2 separate regions of the Zea mays genome follow, and region 1 is linked to region 2. Evidence: chromatin contacts called from public Hi-C data. All regions are on one chromosome and are shown on one strand. Each heading gives the region's core, a stretch centred on a gene start, on an enhancer-like site or on the middle of the called end of the contact. The rest is flanking DNA. Distances are from core to core; before and after follow the strand shown.

Evidence for each region. A called contact is a pair of places that touch in the nucleus more often than the background predicts.
Region 1: a contact with region 2 is called in a Hi-C map of root tip, with 6 times the contacts expected there. The contact joins the promoter of LOC100280654 here to the promoter of LOC100192543 in region 2. A contact is called at or near these places in 6 of 25 Hi-C or Micro-C datasets (bundle sheath, ear, leaf and 3 more) and 1 of 3 datasets of contacts at active chromatin or transcription factors (leaf).

Annotation. Positions count from the first base shown.
Region 1 is chr2:761,922-768,487 of Zm-B73-REFERENCE-NAM-5.0, reverse strand. LOC100280654 (harpin inducing protein) reads left to right here and starts at 1,803. Exons shown (of 1, transcript NM_001153572.2): 1 at 1,803-2,839. The coding sequence starts at 2,110. The coding sequence ends at 2,724. LOC100501345 (pentatricopeptide repeat-containing protein At3g51320) reads right to left here and starts at 909. Exons shown (of 5, transcript XM_020547962.3): 1 at 1-909. The coding sequence starts at 253. It overlaps LOC100280633 (aspartic proteinase nepenthesin-2), which reads right to left and starts at 4,915. Exons shown (of 1, transcript NM_001153550.2): 1 at 3,077-4,915. The coding sequence starts at 4,756. The coding sequence ends at 3,281.
Region 2 is chr2:29,090-35,560 of Zm-B73-REFERENCE-NAM-5.0, reverse strand. LOC100192543 reads left to right here and starts at 4,209. Exons shown (of 1, transcript NM_001137762.1): 1 at 4,209-5,580. The coding sequence starts at 4,330. The coding sequence ends at 5,199.

The sequences.
Region 1 (6,566 bases), core at 554-3,053, 740 kb before region 2:
GCAGGGGAGGAGGTAGGTGGCGAAGGAGGCGGAGGATGTGAGCGGGCGGCGAGGCGGCGGAGCAGGCGGAGGCGGTGAGGAGGAGGCCGGCGGGGACGGGGTGGCCGAGGAGGAGGCCACGGCGGAAGAGGAAGGCGTGGGCGCAGAGGACGGAGGAGTGGGTGCGTAGACGGTGGCGGAGGAAGCCGTGGAGGTCGTCGATGATGGTGCCGCCGCCGGCGGCGGAATGGGGGGAGGTGGAGGTGTCCACCATCAGTGGAGAACACGGGCCAGTGGCGCCATGGGGTTTAAGCGTCTCAGGATTTTGTCTCGCCGACCAGTAGGCCCCTTGATGCCGGTTGGGTTCTCACCGTTGGATCTGACTTTACAAAATCCCAAATTATTTACACCTTGTTAGTTTGTGGTGTATTCCAGCCATAAATCATTCCAACTCATCAAAACTTATATAAATTACACAAAAAATCTGACTAGAAATCATTCCAGATCATCGTTTCAAGAGAATATTATGTTTACCAAGTCCATTTAGCATTGTTTTCGTGACATTTGACAAACATTCTAGCCAAGCTGTCACCAACAAAATTGGATAGGTAGGTGATAGAGGATCACCATGTCTAACTCTTTTACATCTTTTTATGTATCTAGCAATTTGATTATTGATCTTAATACTGGCGGTGCCCTCTTTAACAACCATACGCGTTAAGGACATTTTTTTTTGCAAAAGCCTTTTTTTCCTAAAAACAATGAAACATAAAATCTTAGTTGACTTGATCATATGTTTCTTTCAAAATCAAGTTTGAGTACAGTCCTAGTCTCTTTTCTTCTTTTGGGTTCATGTAAGATCATCGCACCACTCATAATGTGCCTCCCCTTCTTATGAAGACAGTTTGTTGCTCATTGAAAAGTTTTCGAGCAAAAGGTTCAAGCCATATTGTAAGCACTTTAGTGATCAACTTATTGTTGGCGTCTTTGGCTAAATACTAATGATCTTTAGAGCTTGTGCGCGACACGTAGGACCTTGGGACTTCTCTCCGAGATGACGCAGAGGACCGTTTGCAATGCGCACAAATAACCACGCTCTTCTCTATGATGGCGTAGATGACTTCATGTACAATCTAGATCTCGCCTCCCGAGAGAGACTTCGTCAGGGAGAGGGATCATAGGATTGCTTTGGTGTCGGCAGGCCACTCAAAGCGCCTCTAAATGATGTAGAGGCGAAGAGAGCTAAGACTGAGATCGAGGAACTACAACTAGAGCTACGCTACATCCAAGCCTAATGCATGAAGATAAGTGAGGTAATTGGAATGTTTCAATTGAATTGAGTGTGTTCGAGATGTACTCCTTCATATTTATAGGGGAAATGTCTCAATCTTATAGTAACCGAAGTCCAACAAGACAACGTAAGAAACAGAGAAGATCTCACAACAAATCAGAACTCACTCAAACTTATCTGGTCTCAGACGGTCCGGGCTAATAAGTCGGACTGTGAGGGGACGAACCGTATGAGCTTCCAGTGGACTGTCCAACGGTATCAGTGCTGTCAATTTTAGTGTTCAACACTTATATAAGCAGTTCAAAAGATATATGTGTCTAAACTGTTGATTTTTTTAAAAATGTTTCTTCAACTTTTGGAACGAGGGGTATGATTCCTGGCCCATGGATAGATGGAAGGAATGAAATGAGACAGTGCGATAGTGAGTCGTGACGCGTCTTTATCAATGGATCCACCGATGCTGAACGAAGTGGGGGAAGTTGTGATGCACACACGGCAGCAAATGCAATTTGTTTCTGTGAACGTTGGACGAGACGGCGTGGGATTGTGGCTGGCCTGACTCGGGACGCCCAAACGACCCACCCAAGCAACCCATGTGCTTGCGGCGCCTCCTCGTATCTCCACCACGGCCGGCAGCCACTTCGCCGTGCCTTCCACTTCCCCGATCTCCAATCCGCAGGCGGAGCAGTTTGCATTTACACAACCGCGTCGCCGTTCATCCCGGCGTCCCTTTCCCTTGCATATAGATATAACCCAGCCACCACCGCACGAACCACCAAATCCGATCCAAATCCCTCCACCGCCGTCCCGGATTTACCAAAACCCCGGCCACCACCGCCATGGGCTCCGCGAGCCGCGCCATCTCGTGCCTGTGCTGCCCCTGCAGGTGCCTCTTCAGCTGCCTGTGCAGCATCCTCGTCTCGCTCGCCGTCACGCTGGGCCTCCTGGCCCTCGCCCTCTACCTCATATTGAAGCCGCGCATGATCGCGGCCACCGTCGACTCGGCCTCGCTCTCCCAGTTCGCGCTCTCCGCTTCCTCCACGCTCGCCTACGACCTCAACGTCACCATGACGGTGCGCAACCCCAACACGCGGGTGGGGCTCTACTACGACGACGTCCAGGCGCTGGCCTCGTACGAGGGCCAGCGCTTCGGCTACGCGCCGCTCGACGCCTTCTATCAGGGCACGGGGGCGGCCACCAAGCTGGCGCCGGGGTTCCGCGGCACGCAGCTGCTCCAGGGCGACGTCGCCGCCGCCCAGTTCAGGCAGCAGCAGTCCGCGGGGCGCTTCGACGTCGACGTGGATCTCAACGCCAAGCTCAGGGTCAAGTTCTGGGCGTTCAAGGCCCACGGGCCCAACGCGAAGATCACGTGCACGCTCTCCGTCCCCGTCCCCGTCCCCGCCGCCGCCAGCGCCTCGCCCTTTCAGCCCACGGATTGCAAAGTGTGGTTCTGATTTTTGGCTGTTAGGATAGGGATACTCTGCCTGCTGCTGCTGCTGTACATCGCCGTGGACAGCGAATAACGCTCGTGCGCCCTGGTGGCCACAAGACAAGTTTGTTTTTCTGACACGACTTCAAAGGGCCCATGCTCATTTGGCCCTTCCCTCTTGCTATGGAGTACGTATGCCGATCAATGGCACATGCCCTGCCTCCTACAATTGCCACTGACATGTCAGTAAATTAGGTACCCACCACAACCACACGCAATCAAGGCATGCGACAAGAGAGATAGGCCCACAAACATTCCACACAAGCCCATGATAGTCCACTACCAAATTAAAGGGGTTAAAAGTAAAACTACCAATGAAACCCAAAGCAAGCCACGTCTTTCAATAACTTAATAGTAGTAGTAGATGACAGTAAATTTAGTTTTTATTAGCAGTACACGAGCACTAACAAAAGATCAAGCAGCCAGCTTTTGGAATTGGAATTTGGAGCGTTACGTGGACTGGACTCTGGAGTAATTACTGGCCTCCACTCCGATCCCCGCCATGCCGACGTCGTGAGACCTCACGACGGCGACGACGTGCATGACTGCCGGCGGAACCCCAGCCTCTCCTTCTCCAGGTCGTACTCCACCAGGTAGTTCTGCTGCTGGAAGCTGCCGAGGATGATGGCCGGGCCGCTGCCCTCGTTCCCAGCCCCGGAGCCTCCGCTGAAGTCGGTGACGACGGCGAGGCAGATGGCCTCCACGGCGCCGCGCCCCGCGACCACGAAGTAGTTCTCGACCGGGAGCTGCATCACCGCCCCGCCCTCGAAGTGGAACGACAGCTCCGGCAGCGCCATGGACCTGGCGCCCTGCGGCAGCGCGAAGCAGGGGTGCAGCCCCAGCTCGTCCTCCGCGTCCTTGGACCGCTTGTACCGCCCGCCCACCGCAGCCACCACCGCGTCCGCCACGGGCTGGAACACGGTCGGGTCCAGGTACGTGAACGTGGTGCCGGAGTCCACGATGGTGCCGCCGGACCCCGCCGCGTTGGCCGCGAACGCCCGCGCCGGGAGCCGCACCGCCTTCCCGCCCACCGTCACGCCCCTCAGCGCCAGGTAGTAGTACACGCCGTACGGCAGCTTGTCGCCCGCCGCGCTCTTCACCAAGGGCACGTACTGCATGCCCTCGCCGCCTCCGGTGCCACCGAGGACTAGCGAGCCGCTCACGGCGGCGTTGTCGTCGAAGCGGCGGGACAGGAGGCAGTAGGAGAACTTCGGGAGGCCGAGCTGCGCGGGCACGGACGGCGCGCCGCGGCCAAAGCCCGCGAGGCCCGACGGCGGCTGGTGCACGGACACGAGGCTGCATCCGAGGACGAAGCCGGGGACGGCGCGGCCCGGCGCGCGCAGGGTGTCGGCGATGAGCAGACCGGCTGTGGAGCCGGAGCCGTAGACCACGGCGTAGGGCGGGCAGACGTTGCTGGCGGCGGCGGGGCAGTTGGCGGCGCCGGGGGAGCAGGGGGCGCGGCGGCACTTGGTGGCGAGGTTCGCGGCAGAGTGGACCCACTGGCAGGAGGGGTTGCGGCAGCCCACGAGGCGGGAGGAGGAGGAGTTCTTGGGGTGGAAGACCGGGACGGCGGAGGCGGATGGGGAGGAGCAGTTGCGGCACTCGTAGCTCGAGGTGCATGGCACCCACGTGAGGTGGCTGCCGGTGTCGAGCAGCACGGGGAGCGGCTGCGGCGGCGTGCCGAGCGACGCCGTGAAGGCGTAGCCGCCGTAGGAGTGCGGGTACAGCGCGGCGGTGGCTGGTACTGACGGGTGGCCGCCTGATCCTTTCTGGCTGTGGTGGTTGGGGTCCCGGCGCTTGAGGTGCAACGCGCGGGCCAGCGACGCGGCGGCCAGGCGGGACAGCGGGTGGTGGTGCGATGCCACGGCCTCGGCTACGTGCGGTAGGTGGCGGTACAGCGGCAGCGTCGTGGCCGTCCGCGCGGCGGTGGGGAACAGAGGCACGATGACGAGGAGGATGAGGAGAGGCGGGAGCGGGAACAGAGGTGGTGGAGCCATGGTGGCTGGCCAGCTACCACCGCTCGTGCTTTGTCTGTGATTCGTATACGATGGGACGGGGGTATATGTGCCTTGCTTGGGTTGGAGTGGAGGACATGGCGGTGGACGGTGCTCCTCTCCGTCTCCGGTAGGGCCACTGTCGTGAACTTGGTCGGCTTGTGGTCAGTTTGCCACGACTCGGCTCAGTTCATTTTAATTTTATCACGAGCAGCACATGGTATGAGGCAAAAATATTCACTTTATCACCTGACCTCTCCATTGCATTTTATTCCAAAACGGATTCTACTTTTTCTACATTATTTTGTCTCTATTAATTGTAGCTGAATTAATTAGCTTAAATTCTCAGCTAACAGCAAATGTGTCTTTCTTACTTCCCCATTTACATGCAAGCATTAAATGCTTTTCACTATCCACATGATTGGTTACCTGCATCTTCTCGTTTTGAACCAGCACGTATATTGACTTTCGTTGAACGTCTGTTTGGTTGGCTGTATATGAAGAGCACGAACTGCATGAACAGATGCAAAATAAGCTATTTTAAAAATATTTATCTGCATCTACACATACGGTGGAAACAACCGTATCCGGTCGGCATGGCTCGCGCGAGTCTGTGTGTGCATTATGAGTCAATCTAACAACCAATTATGATATGTGTGGGCTTTATTGTTGGTGTGTCTGCACTATTAACCTTGCTCTAATATGATAGGTCAGTGTGTGGGAGACAAATATCCCCCGGTTCCACTCGGGAGCAAAAACTCTGCCTAGGGCCACATGCCAGTCGCCTCTCAATGACATCTCGCCGTGGGCTGGGCAGAGGGAAACGGCGGAAACGGGCCGACCCAGGAGAGCGATGGGCCCACGCCCGGATTAATCGCGGCTTTGGTGTGATCGCGTTGAGGCCGTTTGTTTTTCCCGCGCCCGACATCCTAAAACGTAGAAGATAGCTCGGAGCAGAGGTGTCGAGTTTTCCTCGGGGCAGCGAAGGTTGTTCGTTATTAGCTAGGAGATAAGCAGGAAAAATGTGATCAACATGTACGCGGGAAGCACCCTACGGTCGTGTATATAAGGCCAAGTGAGATCCCCTTCACTTTCATCTCATTCTAGCACCTCACAACTCGGTAGATACCACTGGTAAACACTTCCCACATACAAAGCCTCCACAGGAAGCGGCCCGAACCTACTGAAACTCGCTTGACTCTCTCTCTCTCTCTCTCTTGTGCCCAATCACGAACCATGGTGGCAGCTTTCCATGAATTGACGTAGAAGCAACCATCCGAGTACGGGAAACCCTGAGTTTACTTTACTTTACGATACTTTACGAAACGAAGGAAAATAGCAATGGAATGGAATAATGCTATCCGTACGCTATTGATATTCCTAGCGCTATCCCTTTTCTTTGCAAAGAAGCCTCTTTCCTTAATAAATTGAAAACATCATAAGGCTTTACTCAAAAAAGTCAGATTTGGCTCGGGTGCATCAAAACTTGCAACCCTCAGAGTATCCTGATATTGATGAGGTGGCCTTTTCCTTTGCCCTTTTTCTTTCGCCCTTTAACCCGGAAGAAGAACGAAGAGGATCTTGTCCAAAAGATGATGTCGGATATTTTATTTAAGTGATGCCAAAAAGCGCTAGCTTCTAGTCTAAGTCTGAAAAAAGGAAGGGAGAATGAAAATTAGATGGAATCATCGCTTTCATAAAAAGTAAATCCAAAGAAATAATATTGAAATTATCCTTTGCCGAACCACATTCCTTGCCGGGATCAATCAGCAGGCTAATGCAATCAGAGGTGGGTGGGAGTGAAGTAGGTTTC
Region 2 (6,471 bases), core at 2,960-5,459:
TACAAAACCCCTGTTGTTGTCATCGAATGGTTCGTCCAATTCTATTGTAGCACTCTCATTCCCTCCATTGAACAATTTGTTGAAGTACTCCTTCCATCTGTTCTTGATCTCTTCACTCTTCACTAATAGTTGGTTTGCTTCGTCCTTGATGCATTTGACTTGGTTGACATCCCTTGTCTTCCTTTCACGAATCTTGGCCATCCTATAGATATCCTTTTCTCCCTGCTTTGTGTCCAGCCGTTGATAAAGGTCGTCATAGGCTTGACCCCGGGCTCTACTAACCGCTCGCTTTGCAGACTTCTTCGCTATCCTGTACTTCTCTATGTTTTCTGCACACTTGTCATGATGTAAGCGTTTGTAGCAATCTTTCTTCTCCTTGATAGCCTTTTGGACATCTTCGTTCCACCACCAAGTGTCTTTAACTTCCCTTCTGTTCCCTTGACTCAACCCAAACTCTTCTGAAGCTATCTCTCGGATGCATGTCGCCATCTTCCTCCACATGATATTTGCGTCTTCCTCTCCTGCCCAAGGGCCCTCCTCGATAACTCTCTTCTTGAAAGTTTGGGCCACATCCCCTTTAAGCTTCCACCACTTTGTTCTAGTGACCTTGTTATGCTTATTTCGTTGTAAACGAATCTTAAAACGGAAGTCAGCAACGACAAGCTTATGTTGGGTTACCACACACTCTCCAGGTATAACCTTGCAATCTAAGCAGGCATGCCTGTCCTCTTTTCTCAAGAGGACAAAATCAATCTGGCTAGTGTGTTGGCCACTACTGAAGGTCACCAGGTGGGATTGCCTCTTCTTAAAGAAAGTGTTTGCTATAAACATGTCATAGGCTAGGGCAAAGTTCAGGATTTCCTCTCCTTCTTGATTCCTAGTCCCAAAGCCGAAGCCTCCATGTACACCCTCGAAACTGGTGCTAGATGTACCCACATGGCCATTGAGGTCTCCTCCTATGAAGAGCTTCTCGCCAACTGGCACACTACTAACCATGTCCTCCAGGCCTTCCCAGAACTCTCTCTTTGAGTTCTCATTAAGGCCTACTTGAGGAGCATACGCGCTGATAACATTGAGAACCAAGTCTCCAATGACCAGCTTGACTAGGATGATTCTATCTCCTACCCTCTTAACATCTACTACCCCATCTTTGAGGCTCTTGTCGATCAAGACGCCTACTCCATTCTTGTTTGTTGCAGTCCCCGTGTACCACAACTTGAAACCTGTACCTTCCACTTCCTTCGCCTTCTGTCCCTTCCACTTGGTCTCTTGAACGCATAAAATATTTACCCGTCTCCTCACCGCAACGTCAACTATTTCTCGTAACTTACCTGTTAAGGAACCTACGTTCCAACTGCCTACACGGACCCTAGTTGGCTCGACTAGCTTCCTTACCCTTCGCACCCGCCGAGGAAGATGCAAAGACCCTTCGAAAATCGTTATATCATAGAGAAAATAATACTTCGAAAGACGAAGAACTTTAACATTTAATACTTTGTGTTGCCTTGTTCTTAACTCATAGCATTTGAGAACAAGTCCCCAACATCTGGGACACATCATTTCAGTGGATAGGGTTGCCACTGATCCTTCCGAGACAATAGCAATGCAAAATTGGCTGGTCCCTATTTCGATTACAGAACTACAAGGCTTCCTCGGATTAACCGGTTATTACCAAAAATTTATCCGACATTATGGCATGATTACTCGACTACTCACCAATCTTCTTCGCAAGCAGCAATTTCTGTGGACAGATCAACCCACCCATGCTTTCAGTCAACTAAAACAAGCTATGGTGAGTGCACCAGTCCTTGCTCTGCCTGACTTCACTGAGATGTTTATCTTAGAAACTGACGCCTGTGACCTAGGCATTGGAGCCATGTTGATGCAACGTGATGACCCAATGACCTTCCTCAGCAAAACACTTGGCCCTCATCATAAAAAATTATCTATATACGAAAAAGAATTTCTCGCTCTTATCATGGATGTTGAGAAATGGCGTTCATACCTTCAACGCCATGCATTTGTTATTCGTACAGACCATCAAAGTTTGTCCTACCTCACTGAACAACATCTGCACTTGGACATGCAAAGGAAAGCGATGACTCACCTGCTTTATCCATCATAGTTTTCAATAGTTTTCAATAGTTTATCCCGAGTTGGTCATCTGCTTTCCACGACAACAGTCTCAGTGGCCAAACCTATCTGGTTGCAGGAGGTTCTTAACAGTTATATAACTGATCGAGCGGCGCAAGACTTACTGTCTCGAAATTTGGACATGATTTTTCCTTGACTGACGGCATCATTAAGTTCCATGACAAAATTTGGATTGCCCATAACTCGGCGTGACAGACCAAGCTCATCAAGGCACTGCACTCCACAACAGTGCGAGGTCGGTCACTCGGCAGTTCAGGCCACCTATCATCGTGTCAAACAATTTTCTTTTGGAAGGGGCTTAAGACTGATGTGGAGAGTTTTGTTCAACAATGCTCCGTTTGTCAGCACTCAAAAAATACTCATACACATCCTGTGGGCTTACTTCAACCCTTACCCGTATCGACTGGTGCTTGGCAAGATATTACCATGGACTTCATAGAAGGCTTGCCAATTTTATTCCATCTTGTTAGGCACCAAGTATGCCCATTTTATTCCATCGAAACATCCTTTTACAACGCAAGATAGTGGCTCGAGCTGTGTTCGATCAAGTGATCAAGCTCCATGGGTTTCCCAAATCCATTGTTTCGGATAGGGATAAAATTTTCACTAGCATGTTTTGGAAGGAATTGTTTTCAGTTTTTGGCACTGGACTTCTTCAGATGCACGGTTTATGACTCTCCAAAAGTAGTTGTCCCTAGCTGAGATGTGGTACAACACAATTTTTCATACAGCTCTTGGTTGTACACCATTTAAAGCCCTCTATGGCTATGATGCTGCATCTTTGGATTGCTAGTTCCGTCCTTGACCACTTCTTCAGACGTGGTTGATTGGCTCCTTCAACATGAGGCTCATATGCAACTTCTAAGGGACAATCTGTTCAAGGCCCAGAATCGTATGAAGATCTATGCTGACCATCGTCGTGTTGATTGTCAGTTCCAACTTCCAAGTGGGAGACTTTGTGCGACTGAAACTTCAACCCTATGTGCAACACTCGGCGGACCCTTTCCCAAACTGGCATTTAAGTACTTTGGACCGTTTGAAATTGTGGGTCGCATTGGGGTAGCAGCATACAAACTCAAATTACTAGAGGGGTAGCTTGGTGCACCCGGTGTTCCATGTCTTTTCTGATTTCAAGGTGCCCAAGACATTGTTCCAGAACGCATCCTGGATCGCCGGCTCGTGAAGAAGGGTGGTAACTGGTAAGGCCGTCCCTCAAGTGCTGATCAAATGGTTCCAACTTCCGGTTGACTCCACCACCTGGGAAGATTAGTATGTGATTAAGAAGAGGTTTACAGAAGTTGCTGCTTGTGGGCATGCTTCGTCTGTCACAACCGTGGTGCCGGACGGTGAATAGGAAAGGTTCACTGTCTTGATCCACCATGCTACTCAGTGCAGAAGAGTTTCTTGGGAAAGGTCAGGTACCCAAAATCTCGGCCTTAATTTAGGCTTATTGAAATTTGTCGTCAGGGAGATATTGAAATTAAATTCCTTGAAAGGTTTAGTGTTTAATTATCAGGGAGAGGATGAAACATCAGCAATCATACTTAGCTGCAGCACGAATCTCAAAGCTGTTCCATCAGCAAACAGCTGATCGATCGCTCGAATAGTCGAATGGTTAGTTGAGACATCAGCAAGCAGCAACCGCAGTTAGAGCATCTCCAACAATGTGACTTATAAAAATGCCTTATAATTTAAAAATGAACATATTTTATAGAATTTAGGGCACCAACAAAACACTCCGCTCCAACAGTAAAGCCTCAAATGTAAATTATAGGGCAGACCACTACGGTGTAGTATATTTGATGCATTTGAGACGGTGCCCTATAATTTTTTGACCAAATTTTATGAATTGAGGCATTGTTGGAGTAGTTTTTTTCTTTGTAGAGCCTCATATTTCAATTTGAGACACTAATTTAAGGCATTGTTGGAGATGCTCTTAGGAGAGGAGAAGTCAACACCTACCAGCCAGCAGAGACAAGAGCACGGGGGCAGAGACAGAGAGCAAAGCAACCCCCTCACCAAGATCCGATCCATCCCATCTACGCAGCGGAGGTCTCGCATCTCAGAGCGGGCAAATTGCCGAGGAAGACAAGATCAGGAGGCCAGTAGAACACCTGACCCGAGTAGTAGGACAGGTAGAGCAGATCAAGAAAAACGGGGAGGAGCAGCTTCCAGATGCACCTGAGCGGCGGGGGCCGGATGTTGCCGCCGAAGCAGCTGCTGACCATCGTCATCATCATCTTCTCCACGCTCTCCTTCATCAAGCTCCTTCTCCTCACCAGCTCGTCGTCCTCGTCAGCGGGCTTCACCTCCCGCAGCAGCCCGGCGTGGGACGCAGACGGCGGCGGTAACGGGACGGCTAGGAGCGCGCTCGCCTCCAAGGAGCTCGCTCTGCTCCGCTCCGTCATCGCCGCGCGGGCGCCGTGCAGGCTGCTGGTGTTCGGCCTGTCCCCGCAGCTCCTCGCCCTCGCCAAGCTCAACTTCGGAGCTGGCGCGGGGGCCGCCACCGCCTTCGTCACAGACAGCGCCGACGACGCGGACGCCGCGCGCCGCGCGCTCCTCTCCGACCGCGGGGCTGGGTCCACCGCCGCGGCGGCCGTTCACCAGACCAGGTACCGCGACGCGGCGGCGGAGGCGTGGCCGCTGCTGCGGCGCGCGCGGGGGAGCCCGGCGTGCCGGCGGCCCACGGGGACGGTGCGCAAGTCCGGGTGCCCGTTGGCGCTCACATCGCTGCCGCGGGAGGTGCTCGACGCGCGGTGGGACGTGGTCGTCGTCGACGGACCCAGCGGGGCGGCGCCCGAGGAGCCCGGCCGGATGGGGACTATCTACACCGCCGCGGCGCTGGCGCGCGCCATGGCTGGCGGCGAGGCAGTGGACGTGGCGGTGCACGATGTGGACCGGACGGTGGAGCGGTGGTATGCGTGGGAGTACCTCTGCGAGGACAACCTCGTCGCCGCAAAGGGCCGCCTCTGGCACTTCCGGATCGCCGCCGGTGCGGGGCCGACGGACGCGTTCTGCTCCATCGGCCCCGTCCACATCTTGTAGGACTGCTGGACGAGCAAGGGCAAGATTCCAAGATCACCGGTGGCATTGCCATTTCTTTCCCAATCGGGGAATGGGGATGAAATTGGGTGATCCACATCTTTTGCAAAGCTCATGCCAAGAAGAAAGAAGATCAAGCAATTTTTGCTTTTAGGAAAAAGATTGAGCTGTTCATAGAATTATCGATAAATCTGTTCAAATCTTTTGCTGAACTAGGCAGTGGAGAGGAGCATGTTCAAGAAGAGCCCTTCTTCTAAACAACTACACTGGTATTTTTTTTCATGCACTGCTTGATTTTAGAAAGAAGAAAAAGGTAAAAGAATGGAATCACTTGGAGATACAGGAGGAAGACTAAATTAAATTCATGTTGTAGTTCTTAATGCTATGACATTGTTGTAAAAGAATCCAATCATTTGGAGATACATGAGAATTTGGTTTCCTGAAACCTCAATGTGGATGCATGGCCTCTGGTGAAAAAGCAAGCTAACCACATTTTTCTTTTAAAATCTCACAAAACTTTCGATTGACCATATGATAGTGCTATGATTGTATCATTGCTATCACATTGTTGTCTTGTCCTGCTATGGACACTTCAGAGGCCATGTTTAGGGAGTGTATTTAGAGCAACTCCAGTAGTTCTCTAAAAGACTTCCTAAATCAATAATTTAGGTAGTTAACATGAAAACTATTCTCTAACAGTTATCTAAATAAACTTTCTAAATTTAACAACTTGTCATCTAGCCTTATTTTCTCTCTACATTTGGCAACCATTTAACAACTCCCTAAACAAAAATGTTGACTGCATTATATAGTTTTTGTGACTTATTTTTTATGTGGATAAATACAAAACAAAATTACAACCTATATTTAGAGAACTATTGGAGAACTCATATTTTTTTACTCTAAAAGCCATTTAGCAACTTCTTAAATCTGTGATTTAGAGTGCTAAAATTTACATAACTATTGGAGTTGCTCTTACAGTATCTCCAAGAGCTCTCTAAATCAATATTTTTTTAGAAAAAACACAAAAACATGTCTCTAACAATTTCCTTAAAGTGCTCCCAACTTTTTCATAGCCCTTAAAACTCCCTCATTTGTAGCTACAAATGGGTTTTTTGGGCTCCCCAGAAACAATCTAGCGCTTTAAAGGATTTATTGGAGAAAGGATTAAAATCTATACCAACTAATCTTGTTTGGTTTCAAGGACTAAAATTATTCAAAATACATTAAATGACTCATAAGAAGACTAAAATGTCCCTTACCATTCTTCTGTCA